2 separate regions of the Bos taurus genome follow, and region 1 is linked to region 2. Evidence: chromatin contacts called from public Hi-C data. All regions are on one chromosome and are shown on one strand. Each heading gives the region's core, a stretch centred on a gene start, on an enhancer-like site or on the middle of the called end of the contact. The rest is flanking DNA. Distances are from core to core; before and after follow the strand shown.

Evidence for each region. A called contact is a pair of places that touch in the nucleus more often than the background predicts.
Region 1: a Hi-C map of an unstated tissue shows a contact between it and region 2, with 2.2 times the contacts expected there. The contact joins two enhancer-like sites.

Annotation. Positions count from the first base shown.
Region 1 is chr22:52,234,489-52,238,958 of ARS-UCD2.0, forward strand. SCAP (SREBF chaperone) reads left to right here. Exons shown (of 24, transcript NM_001101889.1): 4 at 1,554-1,683. Among named protein-coding and RNA genes, the nearest start is that of PTPN23, 48 kb to the right of the region's middle. Within about 2 kb of position 2,548, at least 23 of the 102 cell types and tissues checked have an H3K27ac peak or open chromatin away from gene starts, as enhancers often do.
Region 2 is chr22:52,188,223-52,192,792 of ARS-UCD2.0, forward strand. All of the region lies in intron 2 of SCAP (SREBF chaperone), which reads left to right. Among named protein-coding and RNA genes, the nearest start is that of SCAP, 27 kb to the left of the region's middle. Within about 2 kb of position 1,594, at least 10 of the 102 cell types and tissues checked have an H3K27ac peak or open chromatin away from gene starts, as enhancers often do.

The DNA of each region.
Region 1 (4,470 bases), core at 1,298-3,797, 47 kb after region 2:
CCAAGCAAGAGTACTGGAGTGGGGTGCCATTGCCTTCTCCGCCTCCTCCTTTAAATGGTTCCAATTAATTGGACTGACAAGATCAAGAGGTGGAGCAGTTGGAACTCCCATCGCACCGCCAGCGGGAATACAAATTCAAATAAGTACTTTGGAAATCTGGTGTAATCCACAAAGCTAAACATGTGTAGGCTCCACAACCCAGCCATTTCGTTCAAGGGACATACCTTACAGAAATGAGTGCTTACATAAGAATGAGTGTATACATAAACATTTCCATTATTTCTCTTCTTAATAGTTTCAGCTGGAAACAGCCAGATGTTCCTCAACACTAGAATAGATAAATGCACTGTAATATGTTCATTTGGTGGAATAGCGCGTATGCATGAAACAGTGCGTATATATGAAACTGCATGCACCAGTGTGGATGAATCCGGTAGATGTAAGTTGAAACAGCCAGTCACAAAGGAGTACGCAGTGGAATGGGTGATTTCAGTTATATGCCAGAAGAAACAAGCAGAGCTAATTTGTGATTATAGAAATTCTGATAGCGGTTTGTGGTAGACGATGCCCTTCACTAGTGCATAACGCCACCTTCTAAGGTTCTAAAAATATTTTGTAGCTTGATCTACATAGTGGGTACACAGGTGTATGTATGTGTAAATACTCATTGCACTCACTGTATGCTTAAGATTCGTGCGTTGTATTACATAAAACTTAATTCTCAGTTAAAAAAAATTTTTTTTTGACCACGTGTGGCATGCAGAACTTCCTCGACCAGGGATTGAACCTGCATTTACTGCAGACTCCGGAAGCTCGGAGTCTTAATCATTGGCCCACCAGGGAAATTCTAAAAAAAAAAGTTTTGAAGAAATGAAGTCAGAAACAAAAGCACATCCATTTGCCAACTTTTTGATGTTAGTCCAAGCTTTTTCCTTTGCCAGTGGTGGATCCATTGTTTTCTATTCAGCCTGGTCTAGTGTAAACCATACCCTCAATGTGTTACACAAAATGTTATGGTCTGTCCTTTTAAACTGAAGCAGTTTTTGCAGCAGTCTGAATCAGGATCCTTCTGGATTTTTGGTTCCCTGGTTTTTTTCTTTTCTTTTTTCTTTTTTGGCCACACTGCCTGGCATGTGGAACTTCCCTGACCAGGGATCGAACCTGTGCCCCCGTGGAGTCTTAACTACTAGGCCACCAAGGAAGTCCTTCCCCAGTTTTTTCTTGTTGTCTTACGTGTATCCAATATGACCAGAAGTTTGTTTAGCATCTTGCCTTTATTATATTTCTAAAAATTTTCAGCCAGTAACCTATTTCATTAAGTAGTTTATGAATTGGGTTTCCTGTGACCAAAAAGGAGCTTGAAAATTCTAATTTAGAGGCTCCTGCGTTTCCTTGTAGCCCTGAAGTTTGATGAATGGTGTTTCGTACATTTGTGCAGTTCTCCTAGCACAGGAGGTGAGTGCAGCTGCAGTGATTTCCATGTCACTGTTATCTCAGCATGGATTCTACCTGCCATCATGTCCTGACTTTTCTCTCCTTTTTGTCCATTCCAGCTACCCACTGCTGAAGCTGCCCTTGCCAGGAACAGGACCTGTGGAATTCACCACTCCTGTGAAAGATTACTCGCCCCCACCTCTGACCTCTGACCACAAGCCTGGAGAGCCCAATGAGCAGCCAGAGTGGGTAGGTGCTCAGCATGTTCTGAGGAGCGCCCTGGGCTTTGGGTACGGATTGGCCGTGGCAGGGGTTCTACGTGGAGTGAGGGTGGTCACCTTCTGATGGGCGAATGCTTAACACTTGAACCACTTTATAAAGGCACTGAAAATATTTAGCTTACATTTAATAGTACATCCAGTCACACATTCCTGTTTTGAAAGGAAACACTAAATGGCATGGCAGGAAGGTGACTGTCCTGGAAAAGCTGGGTTGTGGTTGCTGTAGCTCCGGCTGGCTGGGTCTGGGTCCATACTGTGGGTACTCGGGCCAGGCAGTGCCCTGGCAAACGGACCTCTCCTCCTTGAGCCCAAGTGGTTGCGGGAACCACTGACTATCCCTGGAGAATGTTTTATCTTCCGAGTCCCATCACCATTTAATGTTAGCAGTGAGCGCTTAGCTTTTTCAAATCTGGTAGGTGCTGTTTTATCCTCACAGTGCAGTCAGGTAAAGCGTGCAGGTTCTGCTTGTTCGCCTGTTGGGCGAACTGAGCCGAGAATGGCAATGTGCCTCAGTTTCAGTTCATTTGTCATGGGGTCAGCACTGGGTTAGAACTCCAGATCTCCTGACCTGAAGCCAGCTGCTACTTTTGAATCGTGCTGTCCTCAGCCAGCTGTCTCTGAGCTGAGCATGAATGCAAAACAGGAAGAAAACCTACAGGAATGCAAAACCTCCAGGTGAGGGACTGGGCTGCGGGATGTAACCCGAGGGAACTCTGGACTCATTATTTGGAAACCTTACAGGAAATGATAAGCTCGTCCTGCTGGCTTGTACCTGCCAGCTGTGGATGACACGTTCTTCCCTCACGTGCTGGGCCCTGGTCCCATGGGTTGGTGCTGGGCTTGCTGAGTCTGTTGTTGAGGAGCAGAGCCCAGCTCAGGGCACACTGCTCCTCTTCTCCACCCTCTCTGTGCCAGTGATTGCACATTCCTTCCTGTTGCCTTTCTGGGTAATGTAGCAGCCAGGTAACTTGATGTCAGCTTTGCTCTAATATTGCTAAAGTAGAGATCTGGTTAGATAGGTGTGTGTTATGACTACACATGGTTTCAGGAGGAAGTAGAGAACACAGGCTCAGTGGTACTCAGCCACGAAGGTTAGGGTGAGCTGATGAGGCGGAAACCAGTTCATAGCTTCATGTCTCAGCTTGACACTTTGCTCATTGTGGGATCAAGCCTTTTGTCTCTTTTACTCTCTCTTAAAAAAGAAAAGTATTTATTTATGGCTCCACTGGGTCTTTATTGCAGCATGCGAGGTTCTCTCTAGTAGAGGTGCACGGGCTCAGTTGCCCAGCAGCATGTGGGGTCTTAGTTCCTCAACCAGGGATCGAAACTGCGTCCCCTGCATTGGAAGTAGAATTCGTAACCACTGGACCAGGAGGAAAGTCCCTCCATTAACCTCTTGATGGGGTTTTACCACATAATGGAGTTGATGGTTCCTGCTCACAATGGGGTAGTCTGCGTTTGTGAGTGTTTTGTGACTAGTAGAGTTCAGTGGGCCTGATGGTACAGCTAGGGGTCTATCCAAGGTCAGGGGTTCACTTGTTTGTGAGCCCTTTCCACTTCTTGATGTCCTCTTTTGGCCTGGGATGATGATAGTGTGGGGGTACAAAATAGCTTGAGGGTTTCTCTTTCTCACTGGGGTCTGCAGCCCCTGAAAGGTTGAGAAAGAAATGCAGGCCCTGGCTCAGTCACCTGGTGTCAGGCCTCTCTGTGGTCAGTTACCTCACCAGAATTGACTGTTGTAACAGTAAAGGTCAGCAATGCAGAACTTGTAAGGATTGCTTTAAGTATAAGGAACAGAAAACTCAGCCCAAACCTGGGGAAGTGAGAAGGGCATTTTGGGGTCATAGAGCTCACCCACAGGCAGGACTTACTAACCGACAGCATGGGTTAGGCCTCAGAAGGAGTCCATCCCTCAACTGTACCCGCTCCGGGTCAGCTCACTGTCCTCTCCCTAATGGGGGCTACAGCAGATTCAGCCCTGTGGGTGCCCGCTTGGCTCTGCATGGGATTACCTACCTGCTCCCACCCAAGACCCTGTGAGCAGGGAGGTGCTTTGCTGGTTGGCTTCATCACCACACTGCGGGTGAGAGACTGTTTCCAAAGGAAGATTAGGAAGTGCAGGCCCTGGGCAGCACAGCGCAAGCGCCTGCTGCTCACAGCAGGAAGCTGTGAGGTCCTTCATTCCTCATCCATTCCTTTATTATTCAGCACGTTTATTCCTTGTCTTCAGTGTGCCTGGCAGAATGATCGTGGGGACACATGGAGCCTCACTGCCCTGGAGGAGACGCACGGTGATTGGGAAGAGCACATGGAGATGTGGGTTCTTTTGTCAACAGCACACAGGAGCCAGCCCCAGGAGCTCCCAGTGGTCAGTGCTGAAAAAAAAGATACATTTTGCAGCAAAATACATACATAGCTGAGTCCGTGTGCTTGAATAACTAAGTGGAGGAGAATAGACAGATCTGAGCAAAAAATTCTGAATTTATGTGGCCGCTCTGCCTTCAGAGAGGTGGAATCTAATCCCCTTCCTTCATTGTGGGCTGCGCACAGTGACTTCCTTCCAGAGAGTGCCAAGTGGAGAGGGGAGGAGAGAGTGGCTTTCCAGCGGAAACCCTGACAGATAGCTCTCGACACAGTGTTCGGGGTCACCATCAGCAGTGGCAGATCAGGTTGATGGTATGTACCTTGATGTGTGACGAGAAGGGTGCTTTACCTCTATGTTCTTCCTCTGCAAACACTGTAATCCCAGTCTGAT
Region 2 (4,570 bases), core at 344-2,843:
CCTCCACAGGAGACCCTCCAACACTAGCAGGTGGTTTTGATCAGTCACCTGTAGGGTCACTGCTCCTTTGCTGTGGGTCTCGGTGCATGATTTTGTTTGTGCTCTCCAAGACTGGAGTCTCTGTTTCCCTCAGCCCTGTGGAAGTCCTATAATCGAATCCCGCTGGCCTTCAAGATCAGATTCCCTGGGGACTCCCAGTTCCCTTTGTTGGATCCGCAGGCTGGGAAGCCTGATGTGGGGTTCAGAACCTTCATAACTGTGGAGAACTTCTTTGATTTATTGTTCTCCAGTTTGTGGGTCGCCCACCTGGCAGTTACGGAATTTGATTTTATCATGATTGCAACCCTCCTTCCATCTCACTGTGGCTTCTTCTTTGTCTTTGGATGTTGGATATCAGGATGGTGGGTGCTGCCAGTCGATAGTTGTTCAACAGCTAGTTGAGATTTTGGTGCTCTGGCAGAAGATGAGTGCATGTCCTTCTGCTCTGTCATCTTGAACCGGAAGCTGGAACTACCCAGCTGCAGTATTTGTGCCAGAGAATTCTGTGGACAGAGGAGCCTGGTGGACTACAGTCCACGAAGTCACAAAGAGTTGGACACAACTGAGTGACTGAAACGTTCTGTCTTCTCACTAGTAATCAGCCTGTTCAGATTTTCTATTCTTGATTTAGTCTTATTGGTCGTATATTTCTAAGATTCTATTCATTTCTTTTTGGTTGTCAATTTTATTGGCATCTAATTTTTCATAGAAGTCTCTCAGTTCAGTTCAATTCAGTTGCTCAGTAATGTCCGACTCTTTGTGACCCCATGAATCGCAGCACACCAGGCCTCCCTGTCCATCACCAACTCCCGGAGTTCACCCAGACTCACGTCCATCGAGTCAGTGATGCCATCCAGCCATCTCATCCTCTGTCGTCCCCTTCTCGTCCTGCCCCCAATCCCTCCCAGCATCAGAGTCTTTTCCAATGAGTCAACTCTTCGCATGAGGTGGCCAAAGTACTGGACCTATGATCCTCTATATTTCTGTGATATCATCTGCTTTCATTTCTGATTGAATCCTCTCTTTTGGTGAGTCTAGCTAAAGGTGTGTCAGTTTTGTCTTTTCAAGAAAACGAGCTTTTGGTTTCATTCATCTTTTCTGTTGTCTTTTTAGACTGTTTCCACTCTGATCTTTGTTATTTCCTTCCTTCTAAGTAGAAGGCTTAGTTTCTTCTTTTTCTGGTTCTTGAGGTGTAAAGTTAGGTTGTCTATTTGAGATAGTTCTTTTTTCTAAGCATAGACCTTTATTATTATAAACTTTCCTCCTAAAACTACTTTTGCTGCATTCCATAAGTTCTGGTATGTTGTGTTTCCATTTTTGTATCATGATTTTTAAAATTTTTTAGATTATCTTTTGATTTCTTCTCTAATCTATTGGTTCTTCAAGAGTTTGTTGCTTAGTCTCCACATTTGTGAAATTTCCATTTTTCCTCCTGTTACTGATTCCTAGTTTCACACTATTGTGGTCAGAAGGATGCTTCCTTGTTTAAGTGTTGCTGTCTTGGCCGTGTCCGCCTTAGCTGCTTCTGCAGGGCCTTGCGTTGCAGCGCCAGCCTCTGCCTCGTGGTGGCGCAGGCTCAGTGGTCGCAGCGCACGGGCTCAGTTGCTCCTTGGCGTGTGGGGTGTGAGTTCCCTGACCAGGGATCAAACCTGTATCGCCTGTATTGCAAAGCGAATTCTCTACTGGACCACCAGGGAAGGCCCTCCCTCATTCTTAATACATTTTCTAAGACTTGTTTTCTGGCCTAACTCAGGATCTATCCTGAAGAATGTTCCGTGTGCGCTTGAGAAGAATGTGTGTTCTGGTGCTGTTTGCATGAAATAGTTTGTGCCATGTATGTCTGATGGGTCCATTTGTTCTGGAGTTTAGTTCAAATTCAAATGCTTCCTTACTGATTTTCTGTTTGGACAGTCTCTGTTTTGTTGACAGTGGGGTATAGAGGTCCCCTACTGTTACTGTATTGTCTTTTTCTCCCGTCAGATCTGTTAGTATTTGTTTAACATATTTAGGTGCTCTGATACTGGGTGCGTGTGTATTTGCAAGTGTTACATCCTCTGATGAATTGACTTTGTTTTCATTATATAGTGACCTTTTTTGTCTCTTGTCCAGCTTTAAAAAGTATTTTTGTTTGTTTTGTTTTCGTTTATCTTTGGCTGCGCTGGGTCTCCGTTGCTGCACATGCTTTTCTCTGGTTGTGGTGAGCGGGGGCTGTGCGCTTGTCGTGGCGCATGGTCTTCTCCCTGAGGTGGTTCTTTGGTTGCAGAGCATGGGCCCTGGAGCTCACTCTTGGTAGTTGTGGCTCATGGGCTTAGTTGCTCTGTGACATGTGGGATCTTCCTGGGTCAGGGATTCAACCCATGTCTCCTGCCTTACCAGGCAGATTCTTTACCAGTGAGCCTGCAGTGAAGCCCTCTTGTTAAGTTTTTATCTGATGTAAGTATAGCCATTTCTGCTTTCATTTGCATGAAATATCTTTTTCCATCCCTTTACTTTGAGTCTTTTTGTGTCCTTAAAGCTAAACTGAGTCTCTTTGAATAGATATAAATATATTTATAGATAGATAGATATAAACATATAAAATGTCATCTGGTTACCTGTGCTAATAAAGTTTCTCCTTGATGATGGAAAAAAAAAGCTAAATTGAGTCTCTTGTGGGAAGCATATAGTTCGGTCTATTTTTTTTTTAAATCCATTCAGCTACTCTACGCCTTTTGAATAGATGGATGATTTAAAGATTTAAAATTTAAAGTAATTATTGATAGGTAAAGATTTACTAGGTCTTTTCGTTAGCTCAGCTGGTTGTATCTTTTTATGTTCTGACTGTTTTGTAGTTCCTTTGTTCCTTTCTTCCTCTTGATATCATTTTTTTAATTGATAATTTTCCTTAGTGGTATAGTTTTTTAAAAGTATTTTTAGTGCCTTAATTGAGGTAAAATTGTCATACAGTAAATTGCATAATATTTAAAGTACAATTTGATGAATTTAACATATATATATATACATACACATCCCGAAACTATCACTGCAATCAAGATAATATACATATCTATCACCTCCCACAAAAAAAAAACAAAAAATAAAACCCATCTAATCAGCCTCCAATGTAAAGCAAAGAGTTGTATTTTAACAATTTTGTTTGTTTGTTTTTATTAATTGGAGAGTAATTTCTTTACAATGTTGTGTTGGTTTCTGCCGTAAAACAATGTGACTCAGCCATAAGTATACACACGCCCCCTCCGTCTTGAGCTTCCCTCCCAGCCCCCCATCCCACCCCTCTAGGCTGCCACAGAGCACTGCTGAGCTCCCCGTGTTATCAGCAACGTCCCCCTAGCTTCTGTCTACACGTGGTAATGTGCATGTGTCAGCGCTGCTTTCTCAGTTTGGCCCGCCTCCTTCCCCCTCTGTGTCCACAGTCTGTTCTCTCTGCGTCTATTGCTGCCCTGCTAATAGGTTCATCAGCACCATTTTTCCAGATTCTGTGTATATGCATTGTTATACCATATTTGTTTTTCTCTGACTTACTTCACTCTTTATAACAGGGTCTAGGTTCATCCACCTCACTGAAACTGACTCAGATTTATTCCTTTTTGTTTATTTTGTTCCTTTTTATGGCTGAGTAATATTCCATTGTATATATATAGCACAACTTCCTTATCCATTCAACTTCCTTATCCATTCATTTTTCAGTGGACATCTAGGTTTCTTCTGTGTTCTGGCTGTTGTAAATAGTGCTGCACTGAGCATTGGGGTACATATGTCTTTTTCAGGTATGGTTTTCTCAGGATATATGCCTAGGAGTGGGGTTACTGGGTCCTATGGTAGTTTTATTTATTTATTTTTTTTCTTAAATAAATCTCCACACTGTTCTCCCTAGTGGCTATGTCCGTTTACATTCGTACCAACTGTGCAAGAGCGCTCCCTTTTCTCTACATTCTTTCCTGCATTTATTGTTTATAGATTTTTTGATAATGGCCATTTTTACTAGTGTGAGGTGATACCTCATTGTAGTTTTGATTTGCATTTCTCTAATAATGAGTGGTGTTGAACATTTTTTCATGTGTTTGATGGCCTTCTGTATGTCTTCTTTGGAGAAATGTCTGTTTAGGTCTGCTGCCCATTTTTTAATTGGGTTTGTTTTTCAGATATTGAGCTGCCTGAACTGCTTGTATATTTTGGAGAATCCTTAGTGGCATGTTTTGATCTTGATCTTTTATCTGTCTGCTCTAGTTTTCTGTTTTGTGATTTTTGTGAGGGTTATAAAAAACACCTTACAGTTATAAGAATCAATTTTAAGCTAATAACTTAACTTTGATAGCATATAAAAATTCCGTGCTTTTCTCTCTTCTTCCACTTTATGTTTTTGATATCACACTTTACATCTTTTTATATTGTATATTCATGTAGAAATTATTGTAGCTATAGTGACTTTTAATACTTCTGTGCTTTATCCTTTATACTAGAGTTAAGAGATAACATACCAGCATAATACAGTACTAAAGTCATCCTCAGTATGTAGGAGATTGGTTCCATG